Regions from separate parts of the Mus musculus genome. Here region 1 is linked to region 2. A link is a contact called in public HiCAR-type data. All regions are on one chromosome and are shown on one strand. The core of a region is the stretch at or near the end of the contact, and the rest is flanking DNA. Distances in the headings are between cores, read along the strand shown. Region 1 overlaps Gm20016 (a long non-coding RNA gene). Region 2 holds the start of Pax9 (paired box 9).

Evidence for each region. HiCAR-type assays count read pairs that join an accessible place to other places.
Region 1: a HiCAR-type map of embryonic stem cells shows a contact between it and region 2, with 5 times the contacts expected there. The contact joins the enhancer-like site here to the promoter of Pax9 in region 2. A contact is called at or near these places in 4 of 39 promoter capture datasets (cranial neural crest, embryonic stem cells, maxillary cranial neural crest and 1 more) and 9 of 115 datasets of contacts at active chromatin or transcription factors (craniofacial prominence, embryonic basal ganglia, embryonic hindbrain and 4 more).

What each region holds. Positions count from the first base shown.
Region 1 is chr12:57,513,982-57,520,736 of GRCm38.p6, forward strand. Gm20016 (a long non-coding RNA gene) reads left to right here. Exons shown (of 3, transcript XR_105484.4): 3 at 1-994. It also overlaps the pseudogene Gm2568. Among named protein-coding and RNA genes, the nearest start is that of Gm20016, 10 kb to the left of the region's middle. Within about 2 kb of position 1,895, at least 14 of the 459 cell types and tissues checked have an H3K27ac peak or open chromatin away from gene starts, as enhancers often do. A contact at or near this core is called in embryonic stem cells, where this site is marked.
Region 2 is chr12:56,692,465-56,699,681 of GRCm38.p6, forward strand. It overlaps Pax9 (paired box 9), which reads left to right and starts at 3,007. Exons shown (of 4, transcript NM_011041.3): 1 at 3,007-3,400; 2 at 4,110-4,736. The coding sequence starts at 3,397. Gm15524 (a long non-coding RNA gene) reads right to left here and starts at 2,303. Exons shown (of 3, transcript XR_003950120.1): 1 at 95-2,303.

The sequences.
Region 1 (6,755 bases), core at 645-3,144, 820 kb after region 2:
CACCAAGTAACTGCAAGTATCGTCTAAGTGAGATATAGTAAAGGAAGGCTGACGCAACATTCATTATTCCCGAATGGAATTGGTTCTGCATGTTTCACATAGAAGATGTGTGCATGGATTGACTGTAGAAGCTTATTGCTGAGATTTTTACTAGGGGTATATTATGTTAACTTTAAAATGTTTCTTTTTAAGGAGACAATTTTTGCCATCTATTGGTAGGCTAATGTTACATTCTAATCAAAACGGACTCTAAATAACATTTGTTATCCAGAAGTTTTTCTTTCTTAAAAATGTCTGAAATTAATTCCTTAGTAACCTGATGGGGAAAATGCTGTTCAAGTTTTTTAAAATCTTACATTTGCCTAATGGGATTGTTCAATGTTAGCGTTGCCTGTACCTCTTCACATCTTATTTTAGTTATTTGACACACCGATCTGGTTCATTATTTTCAAAGACTACTGGTTGCTCTGTAGTAAATTTCTACAGTTGTTCACTTGAGGTCTCGAAATGACCTTCTTAAACACAGTAAGCACTTTGCATGACAATGTTGCAGTGCTTTAGTGTCTTCTGTTTATAAAGGAAAGTCTTTAGATGTGTTTTAAATCAAGTTTCACATGTGTGAGATCTAATGCTTGTATTCAAGAAGAAATAAGTCTGTAGAGTTTATTCCAATTTCCACTTAATTCTCTCCTCCCAAACTCCTTTGGCCAAAGTTCTTGAATATTGGGACCCTCTTACCTAGGACCTAGCCTGCGTTCACCTGCCCCCTTGTGGTGTTTTTATCCAAAAAGTTAATTAATTTCTGAAACTTGACATGACACAGTCTGAGCCAAGAAACCTCATTCTTTGGCATTCAGAGGCAGCAGAGTTCTCTTCTATTAGTCAGTCAGTGGCTAACATAACAGGACAAAGGAAATCATTTAAGGTTTTTGTTTAACCCAGAGCCTAAGAAGGAATTGGGCACATGAGAAATAAATGCATGGAATAATCTGGAGTAACTTAATTTTCTCTAGAATCTTTGTTAATGACCTGAAGTCTAAGAACTAAAGAGTTATTTCAAAAGTTTTTTTTTTAATTCAACCTAACATTTGTTCTATGTTGATATTTTCCTTTTTTTCCATGAGTGAAGAGGCTGCTACTCTACTTAAATTTTAAGTAAAGTTTCCAAGTCTCCTGTCAAAGATACATGTATAACTGTAAAAATAAGTTAATATATAATCACATATTTTATATGCTTGACACAAATATGCTATTTGTCCTTCTTCATATGCCCTAAGACTAATTATGACCCCTTTAATTGAAGGTGACAGGTTTTGTAGATGGGAAAAAGATGTGTGTGTTTGTGTGTGTGTGTGTGTGTGTGTGTGTGTGTGTGTGTGTGTATTTAATGAGCCAACTTACCTTGTCACAAATTCACAGTCATTTTTCTAGATGTAAGACTTAAGGATTATGCCTCTGGTTAATAAATAATAATGTAACGAAAAGGAGAAGGGAAGAAAAGCTCTATTTACATACATACACTATTTGTCTTTCTTTGAGATGGTAATAGATTATTGTTATCAACAAGACCTCAGATAACATTCTAATGACTTCTATTTCTGTTTACAATGGAACATTCCTAGCAGAAAAGAACTGTCTTTTTTCTGCCCTATTCCATCCCCATTCAGGCCCCTACCCATGGCTGGCTGGGTGGAGACGCTGGCTTCCTGTCATCTCACCTGAGCCCGGGAAGACACAGAATGGAATTCTATGCAGCCCTCTGTGGGCCCCCGTTCCTACTGTCTACCACTGCTTTTTGGTTTCTCTTAAATTATAACAGTTGACCGACTAACAGGTTCCCAGAAACAGGTTCAGATATTGGCAGGCAAACCCAACCTCTTTGTCCTTCCAAAGTACATAAGTGCTAAACTGTGCTCCGGCTGAGAGAGTTAGTGTTCCAGCAAGGCTAAAACCCGAGTCTCCTGCTCCCCAGCAGCTTGCTGCCATCTCTCCCCCAAGGGATAGTGTGTGAGGACGCCCTTGGCATCATTTCTTCGGCCCGGATTAAGCACAGGTGACTGAGAGTCGGCCTTATCTTCACAAGGCATTAGTCACTCTATAAAAGTTAAATTTATTATGAAACGTCTTGTTTGTCTTAGCATATATCTTCTCTGGGAAGTTGGAAACAAAGGCATGTCCTCTAAGGCTCCTCAGGGGGCAAGCACATCCTCCTTTGGAATTTAACCTTAATTTGAACCAAGATCTGTGAAAGAAAAGCACTTTGGTGTATTGTTCCGGAGCGCCACCCTTCTCTCCCCTTATCTAAATGCAGCTACTTTTGTTTTGTGGGTTTTAGACTTCTCCTCCTTCTCCTTCTCCTTCTCCTTCTCCTTCTCCTTCTCCTTCTCCTTCTCCTTCTCCTTCTCCTCCTCCTCCTCCTCCTCCTCCTCCTCCTCCTCCTCCTCCTCCTTCTTTTTGAATTCTCCCAATTCCAAAGCACAGTGCTCTCTCTGAGTTTAAAATTTATCCTTAAAAAGAAGTCAAGACAATTGTAAAATTATACTTTGGAAGTGAGTCATTTTATGTAGCCTTAATTCTGATGTTCTCAAAGTTGTATCCATTTTTGAACACTTTTTTTCATTTTTCCTTCTCATATGTTATTTTAAGGCCCACTCTGCTTTAGGAGTCGGGCAAACAGCACAGTGGCGGATGCTTTCCTAGCATTCACATGCCCTGGGTTGGTCCTCAGCACAGGAAAAAAAAAAAAAAAAAAAAGGAAAAAGATGTAATGTTCTTATTTCTCCAAAATATACTTTCTAAAAGTCTTTTGTAAAATGTAAAAATGTTCTTATTTCTCCAAAATATATTTTTCTGAAAGTCTTTTCTAAGACACTGGCAAATATTATAATATATACATAGTTCATTCTTTGATAGAAGTAGGGAACAATTACATGTAAAAAAATTATATTAGGGGGTACTGAGTTGTTTTTAATAGTGAAAAGCAAGAGTGAGGTATGATTTGGAAGACCCATTGGCTTCGTGTTCTGCTTCGTTCTCTTGACAACGCCTTTCTAGTGCTCCCTGGGCCTCTGACGTCATAGCTACTACACTCCTCCCAAATCCTAAACCCCATCTCTGTTGTCCCTCCATAGTAATTGTCTATAAACTGTAAGGAAACGATTTCAGTTTCAACAGCTACCACTCAGGCTAATGACTAGTTTCTTTAATACTGCTAACATCTATCACTAAGCCTGAAATCATCCAAATAATTATCCTTTCTTGATGTTTTTTCATAGGAAAGAAAAATCACTAATGAAAATTCTAATGGAAGTCATTTATTCTAAAAAAAAAGGACATCGACAAATTCCTTCAACCACATGCTTTACTATAGTATTATGGCATTATATATTTCACTTAAATGGTAATGCTGAAATTATTTGGGTAGTCGTGTTTTTGTTTTAATTTGGGAAGGAGAGAAAGTTAAAAGTATAGAATGTATGCCTAACACAGTTAGAGAATGCCTAATAATAAGTCAGAGGATCATTGTTCCTAATACAGTTAGAGAAGGTGTAATATTGAATCAGAGGGTCATTTTTCTTAACATAGTGAATGTGTAATAAATATCAGAGGATTGTTGTTCCTCACCCAAGTCCACCACTAGCTCAACTCCAACCAACTTTTTTTTTTAATTAACATCAGTTTAATAGTATTCAACAATGACAACTCTTATAAGTCTACAGGCACAGGACATAGAACCACCGTAAACAGCATTCCTATCTCAGCTAACAGCCAGGAGCACCTCCACCCTTCTCTGAGACACCTGCGCTCACTGGTGGACTGAACTCTGCTTCCGGGTTCTCTTGCAAAAGCCAGCAGGATCTCAGTCCCTGTCCCCAGCCTATGAGCTTCATGTTTCCACACTTGCAGACCAGTGACAGAGGACAGCACACAGCATACAGCGCTCACGGGAATTGACAGAGCGGGAGAGAAGTACAAGAATCATTTCACAGCTGAAGTTGGTTTTCTAAGATCAAAACCCAAACACTTCCAGCAGATGTGGATGTCCTCTGATGCAAAAACATTCATACATTATTTGCTGTCATTACTTTCTCACCAAAGCCACAGAATTGGGTGACAAACACGCGCACTCGCGTGTGTGTGCGCACACACACACACACACACACACACACACACACACATTTTGCACCACGAAGTCTCTGCATGTTCTCTTCCTTTTCTTAAGCTCTTTTGTGACTCAGCACCACCATTAATCCCACACAGGGTTTCAAAAGTACAGGGAACCTTCATGTTCCATGGCCCAGCCATAGCGTTGATGTGACCCCATGACATAAAGAGTAGTGGCTAAAAGTGGAACTGAACTGTCAAAAGTCACAGCCTGTGCCGTGTAGTGATGACTTCTTTGGTGGAAAAGCGTGTAGACAGAAGTTGTCGTCTGGCAGAATATTCGCAGCGCTACTCTCAGTGAAGTTCTTCCACAAACATTTGAAGTGAGATGAACTGCAGAGATTGAATGAAGGCTTCATACTGTGTTTTGGTTTATGAAAGAAGACACAAGTTAAAAAAAAAATCAACTAAACTAAACTAAAGAACCAAACACCACGATCTCCCTGAAGGAGGGTTTCCCAAGGAAAAAGCCCATGGTGTGGAATTCAAATTAAAATAAGGAGAAAAGAATGTGGTTCTAGCCAATGGTTCCTACTTTTAAACTAGCAAGGAACTAACTCACTTATGTCTGGTGAGAGAACATTAAGAAGAAACCTGAGAGGAATTGTAATGTTGGTTACTTACCAGTCAGGCAGACAGCACTTCACTTTCATCCACTCACGCCATCTTAGTCCCCTGTGTAACAAAACTTACGAGTTTCTTTAGCTTTTCCTCCTTTTTAAAAAAGAAAAATGTCAACAATACTGCTGAATGTTCTCCACACTGAAGAAAAAAAAAACTGAAAATATTTAGTACATACCTGTTTTTCAATATGCTTACCACAGGCTTAGAAAAGTTTAATTCTCACCATTTCTAACCAACAAGCCAACCAAACAAGCAAAACTCACTGTCCGTATTCCCCAGAAAGAGGATTTGGAATCCCATGCTTGAGCCAAACCACAAAAACCAGCCACTGCCTGACCCTGCGTTTGATGCTGACCCCAGTCAAATGGGGCATCAAAACTATAACAACTGTAAGAGTTGGTTCCAGAATGAAAAGCCTGATTTGGTCCCTCCAGCCTGCTGCCCTGGCTTTGGGCCTGACTGGTTTGGCTGGCAGGCTAAGAGGCCCATCATTACCCCAATTGCTCTGCTGCCTGCTGGGTGGCAGCCATCACTGCAGGGTTCATGATAAAGACTCCAAAGCTCTGCTACCACCATGGTTATTTCCTAGGCCAGCCCTTCCACTTCTAGTGATACCAAACCATCTCGGACTCTCAAACCCACCTGGATGACCACCAAACCTTCCACTTCCCTTTAACCGCCTATTGCTCTTCTGCTTGGGTTCAGCATTGCATATGCGCACAGTGATTTCTTTAGTGACCAGATCCTCTCCACAAACAGACTGGACAGCCTTGGCATTTGTAAACGCAGCAAAATCAAAGGGCCTGAAGAGTTTAGAAAGAAGGGAATCTACAACGTTCTCACGATGACAGAAGAACTGTTGAAGCTCTTTGGTCATGATGTCCTCCATATAATGCCCAATAAACACCTTTCTGCTTCTCAAATTCTCTTCTCGGCTTTGCTTAGAATCCAGAAGTTTACAGTCACACCATTGGCTGCCTGTCAAAGGTTGCTGTGATATTCTTTCACGTGGGTTTTATATTCCATAACTTGAACATAGCCAAACTCTTTCAGTTTTAGGGTTCTCTCTTTCTCTCTCTCTCTCTCTCTCTCTCTCTCTCAATTTTATTGCTTATTTTATCTATTTACATTTCAAATGTTATCCCCCTTCCTGGTTTGCCCTCCGAAAACCCCCTAGCCCACCCCCTCCACTTGCTTCTATGAGGGTGCTCCCCAGACACACTCCCTCCTCAGTGCCCCAGCATTCCCCCATTCTGTGGCATCAAGCCTTTACAGGACCAAAGGCCTCCCCTCCCACTGATGCCAGATAAGGCCATCCTCTGCTACATATGCAGCCGGAGCCATGAAGGGTGATTCCAAACTCCATGTGCACTCTCTGGTTTGTGGTTTAGACCCTGGGAGCTCTGGAAGGGTCTGGTTGGTTGATATTGTTTTTCCTATGGGGTTACAAACCTCTTCAGCTCCTTCAGTCCTCCCCCTAATTTAGGATCTCTCTTAACCTGCACCATAAGACCCTCTCCAAAGCACTGGAATAGTCTATAAGATCCTGTTCAGTTGTTTTCCATGGGAAATCCAATGCTATTAAACCAGATGTTCTCTTGCTACTATCACTTTTGAAGAAGTACCTTTCTCCGTTTTCCTTTTGTTATCTTCGGGGTGGTTGGCAATACAGACTAGATTTCCCCAGCCAGCTTCAGGGGATGCAGAATTCCTCCCACCAGTCTATCATCACCCATCTACCAAGACACTGGATTGCTGTAGTGCAGGCTGCATGCCCTGGAAAGTGGGCTGTAACTGTGCACAGCACTACTGTTCCATGGTCTTTTTGATGATATTTCAGTGTTCTCATCGTTACCTGCACATGTGCAGACATCCTTGCTTAGTTCTCTGCTAGCTACTGGAAGCACAATGAAGAAACTGAGGCAGCAAGAGAGCAGAGATTAGCTAAGCTACTGCTTTGTGCCCAC
Region 2 (7,217 bases), core at 1,757-4,256:
GTAGAAAAAGAGACCCTTCCATTCTCGCGCCTCCCCCTACTTTCTCTTCCACGGTCGCAGTCGACCTCCAGGGACACAGACGCTGAGTACTCACCGAGATCAAGTGAGTGCTCACACACAGCCTAGAGTGCTGCCTTCCGATGGCGGCGGCGACTGCCCGGATACTCTGTGAGCCGCCGTGGGAAGAGCTAGATTCCACTTCCTGCGCATCTCTCCTCAGACCTCGCTCGTGCCCAAAGGGACTTGGTGCACTGCAAGTGGCGGGCCCGTGGCATTGGGACCACTGACAGATTTATGAAGACTTTACAAGCATCGAGCCTGGGTCGTTGGAGGCAGGGTTGAGTTCAACAGAGGAGGAGAAGCCCTGGAGATAAAACTCCGCAGCACTGTGCGGGCCTAGCTGCCCCTGCATTTCTGGGCTTGGCTTCCACAGTGGGCTGCCCGGTGCCAAGTGTGTAGAATCCTGGTGTAACCTCCTCCTTCACACCCTCTGGTCCTCTAGCTTCCAGTCTCCTACTGAGTAAATATTTACCCAGAGAAGGGGTCGCCCCAGAGGAGGCCTTGGAGTTTAGAGAAAGGCTTTTGGTTTCCTTCTGGCCCGAGCCAGCTGCAGGCCTTTCTGGTTGTGTTTTGGTTTTGGTCTTAGATTTTTCCTTTCAGTAAAAATTCTCCTGATTCCCCCATGACCTCTTGGATCCAGATCTCAGTAACCAGGGGCCCTGGACCTCAGTGACCCTTGCTCTTTCTTGAAGTCCTGCATCTCTATGTCCACTAGGGCTCACTGGAGGGCTCTCTTCTCCATCTCCTACCCTCTTCTACCCACTCCTTCATTTCTTGTCTCTCACCTCACACATCTCCGCCCTCCTGGTTTTTGCTAAGACTCCTGGGATCTGTGGCTACTTGATCCCTAGGGCACTGTGTGCCCTTGCTTGGGAAGGGGAGTTTCCTCACAGGCCCCTTCTTGGAGATGACATGGCTCTCCTCTATTCCAGCATCTTCGGTTTATAAGGTCTCTAAGCACCGGGTGGTCATGGGCGCTGAAAGTGGCCCAAAGTGCCCAAGGTTGATTTATTCTGGGCCTCCAAGAATATTCTGGTAGGAGAGCCTGAGGGACACTGAGGAGACCCAGTAAAATGCTGTCCGCGCATGCCCAGGGAGATCACCAACAGCCAGGTCCAACAGATAGAAAGAAAAAAAAAAAACCGATAGATGACCAACAGTAGACCTGTGCAAGAGCAAGGGAGGTGTGCGACAGCTAAAGGGGGCGGCAGTAGATGTTATGTACTAAACCCCAAACTAGACACACAGGTCTCTTGATCACTCCGGGTTGATGTAGCTAGATTCTCATTAGGACACCACATCTTGCTAGTCCACACGGGCTGGGGCACTATCTCTGTACACCAGTTCAGAAGGGTGTGAAATACTCAGTGGGTGCACGGAAGTAGAGCAAAGAGCACACTCAGAGAACACTTCTTGCCCGTGAGGATGAAGGTTCCTCATCACGGAGCAGAGCACAGTATCTTCTGTGAGCAAGTCTCAGGCGAAGTTCTGATCTCCACTCAGTCTCTGAGTTGCAAGTAATTTATACTATAGCATGGGGCTGGGGGTGCTTCTGAAATCTTGGCTTTCCTTGTTATAAAGCACCTGACTACGCAATACAAGTATTGAGCGGAGACAAGGATGAAACCACAAAGTCGAGCCTTGAAATGACTTTGAACATCTGAAACCAACAAATAAAGGGGGGGGGGGGCTATGTTCAAGTATTTCTATTTGTGAAGCCTCATTGTGGAAATACCTGACTGCAATAAAAGACATTTGAAGTAATCTTTCAATCCTTAACTTGATTGTAACTTGAATTCAGGGTGCACACCCACCACAGAAGCAGATGCCTGGAGATCAATGGTCAGCTCCAAGACTGATTACTAGACGTCCTGGGCTCTTGTCATTTACTGGTGAACATCGGGATTCCTCTGATTTCTTTGTGTGCAGAACCTTCGGGAGAGTGCGCGCATCACCTACATCCTGGATATGTGTTAAAGAGAGGGCTGTTGTGATGGAGACGAAGTAATATCATCCACTTTCCGGTGTCACACAAATACCCGAATCCATTCACAATGCTTCTCTTCCTTATTTCGTCCACATACGTCACAACCTTGTCTCCATAAAGAAATGCATTTCTCTGTCCCAAACTCTTCTATCCGTTTCGGATTTGGGTGAATGAAAGTGAAAAATCCCCAGGTAGGCAGAACCACACAGCATCTGTGGTAGCTAAGCTGAAGTCGCGGGGAATTACATACAGATGCTCAGAGGCAGTGTCAGCGGGTACCTCCTTGGGGCTGACTTTCATATTTAAAATCAAACCTTTCAAGGTGGCTCTATGGTGTTGAGAACCCTGGCAAATTCTTACACACGGAAACCAGGACCCTGGGTGAGTGATGCAAGGGGGTGGGATGGGATGGACGTGGCCACTGCCACCAGCGCTCCGGGGATCAACCCTCCTTCCCCGTGGACGTCCTGTGCTCCTCTTTAGTCTGGTTTTTTAATTTTTTTTTCCTCACTGCACCTGGCCTCTGCTAGGATCCTGCTTGACTGAGGTTTAGCCCCTCACTGCTGGACTAACCACTTCGGGCGGGGTACGGGAAGGAGTCTCTTGTCCTTACACCTCAAGCGCCTCCTCCACTCGACTTCTCCCCATCCTGAGTGAACTGGAAGGAGATAGAATTTGTGGACAAGATTCTGACAGTCCCCAAAGGTCAGCATGACAGGTAGTTCTCAGTCATCCCTTAAGGGTCGTGCCACTTGTTCTCTGAGAGCTCTAACCTCCAACTTTAATTTGACAAATTCATCTCTTCCCCAAAAGGTGTCCTCGGTCTCTACCCACTTAAAGTTATTCAAACCGAGACCAAAGCTTCTGTTCGCTTATTCAGCATTTTTATCAGCTTGATTTTGCACTCTGTTTGCGGCGCCCCTGGGAAGACGTCAAACACTCTTATTCATTGTATTTAGTCACCCAGGTGCGGAGCCAGCCAGAAACAGACGGCGGAAGGAGTTTCCCGGACTGAGCTGTCACTCACCGGCCTGCACCAATTACAACGCAGATTGCTCGCGGGCCCACCTCTTTTGGGGTGTGTCACAAGTGAGTGATAGACTGAGCCGCCCGGCCCTGCTCAGCCCAGCCCACGTTGCTGCTTAGATTGAAATGCAGAACTCAAGCCTCTTTCAGCCCGGCACAGACTTCCTTTTACTCTTTCCTTTGGCACTCTTGTCGCCTCCTCCCGGGAAGAAGCCAAGGCACCCTCGGCTTGGAGCAGCGACAGGCCGGCTCAGTGAGAACAAGAAAAAAGTTTCTTTCTGGGAGTGCGGAACTGGGGCCGGGTTGGTGTACTGCTCAGAGCAATGGGTGAGTGGCTGATGGGGGACGTTGTCAGATCCGAGGAGGGAGGGAGCGAGCAGGCGAGGGCTAGAGGGAGGGAGCTGAGGCGCGCCACCGCGCTGTATTGACTCAGACTGCGTCCGTCGAGCTGTAAGCACCCTCCAAGGGTCAGTGGCGGAAAGGGTTCTGTGAGAGCCACTGGGTGACAATTGATGCCATTTTGCGATTTAAGGGAAGAGGGCCGTGGCATTGGCGAATCTCGCAGCTCCAGTGTCAATCCAAGTTTTGTTGCACACGTGTTTACACTTGCAAGCAAAACAGAACAAAAACACCCCCCCCCCAGCTTTCTCTGGACTGCGTCTAACCCCGCAGAAGGGAGGGGTAAGGCGGTGGAAGGGAGCAAGGGCCGAGTGTTTTGGTACCAGGCAGGCAAAGAGGGGCGCGCTGGAGCCTCAGAACCGATTTCCCCGCCTGCTTCGGAGAGTTTTAAGTGTCCGGAGTTGCCCTGGGTCTCTCTTCTTGTTTGTTGTTGGGAATCGCAAAGTAGGAGCGAGGTCTGGCCGCAGCTTGTTTTGAGACGTTTGGCTCAGGCCGGAACAGTCTGGTTTCGGGGCAACCCCAGTCCTTATAGAAGGGTGTCATAACCCTGCCCCTGGACGCTCTTGGAGGCCGAGTGGCAGGCGGCTGTCCCAAGCAGTTGGTGCGCGTTGTGGCGCGCTCTGTGCTCCTTTTGCAGAGCCAGCCTTCGGGGAGGTGAACCAGCTGGGAGGAGTGTTCGTGAACGGAAGGCCGCTGCCCAACGCCATTCGGCTTCGCATCGTGGAATTAGCCCAACTGGGCATCCGACCTTGTGACATCAGCCGCCAGCTACGGGTCTCGCACGGCTGCGTCAGCAAGATCCTGGCGCGCTACAACGAGACCGGTTCGATTTTGCCGGGAGCTATTGGGGGGAGCAAGCCCCGGGTCACCACCCCTACTGTGGTGAAACACATCCGGACTTACAAGCAGAGGGACCCAGGCATCTTCGCTTGGGAGATCCGGGACCGCCTGCTGGCGGATGGCGTGTGCGACAAGTACAACGTGCCCTCGGTGAGTTCCATCAGCCGTATTCTGCGCAACAAGATCGGCAACTTGGCCCAGCAGGGTCATTACGACTCATACAAGCAGCACCAGCCCGCGCCGCAGCCCGCGCTGCCCTACAACCACATTTACTCATATCCCAGTCCCATCACGGCGGCAGCAGCTAAGGTGCCTACACCACCTGGGGTGCCGGCCATCCCCGGATCGGTGGCCTTGCCGCGCACCTGGCCCTCCTCTCACTCCGTCACGGACATTCTGGGCATCCGCTCCATCACCGACCAAGGTAAGGAGCTCAGAGGCAGTGTGCAGAGCGGAGTGGGTTCCTGCACGCGTTCGGGAACCCCAGTACCTTCGGCCTCTAGCGAGTGTCTATCCCACCACCTGTGGCTCTTTTCTTTTGGAAACCTAAGGAGTCTTCCCAGGGGGTGTCCTGATCTCATTAACTTGAAACTCTTGCCCCTCTGTTTCCTTGCCACACACAGTCTCCAGCCTCATCTCAAACTACCAGACCCATAACATACCCCCCCCCCCAAACACATGGTTCGCATTTTCCACCCTCCCCCGCCTCTCGCGCACTCAGCCTCAGCCGGGCTAGACTGTTTGGAGAGCGCAGCCTGGCGATTTGGGGAGCACAAGAGGAGGCCCTAGCAGGCTTGGGGCTGCGGGTTGTAGGTAGCCACTGTCGGCAGCTTGCTCACGAGTCAGATGCCGCAGCTACGAGTCCCCGCACACTCTGGAAATTGTATTATTATTCTCGGATTCTGGCAATCAGGGCAAATTTGCTCAGGCAGGAAGTTCAAATGTCACCTAATTGGTTTCATTCTTATGCTTCACTTCATTTTCCTCGGAAACGGAGGTCTCGGTCTCTCTCTCTCTCTCTCTCTCTCTCTCTCTCTCTCTCTCTCTCTCTCTCCCCTTACCTCCCACCCACCTCCCTTAACAGACGTTAATTATCAACCCAGTAGTTGAGGTGACAATTGCTAGGTGATTCGCTGTTGTCCATTCGGCTGCTGTCTCTGGTTCCCCCCAGCCTCCTGCTTTCCTTAGGGTCCTCGGGAACTAGGAAACGCTAGTGGTTGCGTGCCCCTTTCCTGCAAAGTTTCCAGCAGTGTTTTTTTCCTTTTCTGTGCCGGAACCTTGCTCTGTCCTGGACGTCTGTTGTGATTGTTCAGAAAGATCTCGGAGTGTTCTGTACCATACAGTCCGGCTTTCCCGGGCGACTTGAGTTTGTTTTCTTTTTTATTGTACTGTTAAAGATAAAATTTAAAAGACATTAGGTTCTTTCTTGGTATAGGGAGAAAAAGAAAGTTAAAATGTTTTATTCGCCTTATTGCCTAACTGCTCAGTGGAAAGTTTAAGACAGGCAGAGGAAAATTTAAATAGGAAAGAGAAAGATATTTCCTGTGCTAATTTCCCGCTTTTTGATGTTCCCACCACACTGGCACAGTTACCTTTTAAAGTAATTAAGCAGTGCACGATTTCCCATCTTCTTGTCCTCTGACTGCAAATTGACAAGAGCAATGTTCTGGGTTATTTGGAACTGGTTGGAACCTTAGTTGGAGACGTTGCCCTTGATTTATAGGATAAGCTGACCTCACTGACATTTAAAGGAAGCCCCTGTTCATGGGAAAGTGTGAGATCAGCAGAAATGGGGGCTCACAGGGGGAATCTCAATTTCTTAAGATAACTTCAGGCTTATGCCCACCGACTGCCTTTTGTCTGGGACTGCAAAGACCAGCAGGCAGTTGGGAATCAGTGATGGCTTTCTGGTACAAAAATAGGAGCACAATCTACTTCTTTGGAGGGGGAGACAGTGAGAATAAGCTGACAGTTGAAAAGAAAACTTTCCACCTCTGGGGAATCCTGCAACCAGACCAAATGTCAGGTCGGGAAGAATCGGATTATAGAAGGCAGTGGTGCCTCCACGTAGATACTGTTGTCTGTTTGTGATGTCACCTTTAAACAAACAGGTTTCTGACAAATCTGTGCATATAAGAAGGTAATTTCTCCAAGTGACTGCTCTTTGAAGCACCTGTATCAGAGGGAAGTGTGTAAAACCAAGTATAAACGGCACTGTCACACTTCTATGCGCGGAGTCCAGAAGCAGAACTAGATGAATGTAGTCTTCAAATATCTTTTTTCCAATATGCATAACTGTAGATATTATTATTATTATTTGGTCTGTATTTCCTTTAAGAACAGAGAGTTTGGCAGATGGCTTGGCTTTGCTCTTTTTTTTTTAAATGTTAAATTCTACTTTCATTTTCTTAACATTTTATTTCATTTTTTCTTTCTGATGTTTTAAAAAAAACCATTCTTTATAATTCTACCATTAACAATTACGGTATTTCCAGAATTACTATTTAAAAACAATATGCATATAACTCTAAATTATATGCATATATATAAATATGCATATAATTTAGCAGGCAGAGGCAGAAGCAGAGAAAGTAAGGAAGTCCTGTAGGCACACAACGTGGGAATCTATGTACTTAGATTTTGCATATGTATTGTGGGCATCACTTAGTTATTTGTTTGCAAAGGACTTTGCGGGTCTTTTGTTCTGTCTTATTGACATAGCTATCAGATCCCCACAGTGTAGTGAGCATTTTTCAGCCTGTCTCTGAGCATCAGCCAGGTCACACTTGGGCCAGGCCTCCTCAACGTCACCTCTTTGCCTCTCTCCTTTAGTAGGGACAGAGATGAGGAACAGATATCCCACTTCACAACTTTGGGTTTTTCTTCTGTTTGGGGGGAAAAAAAA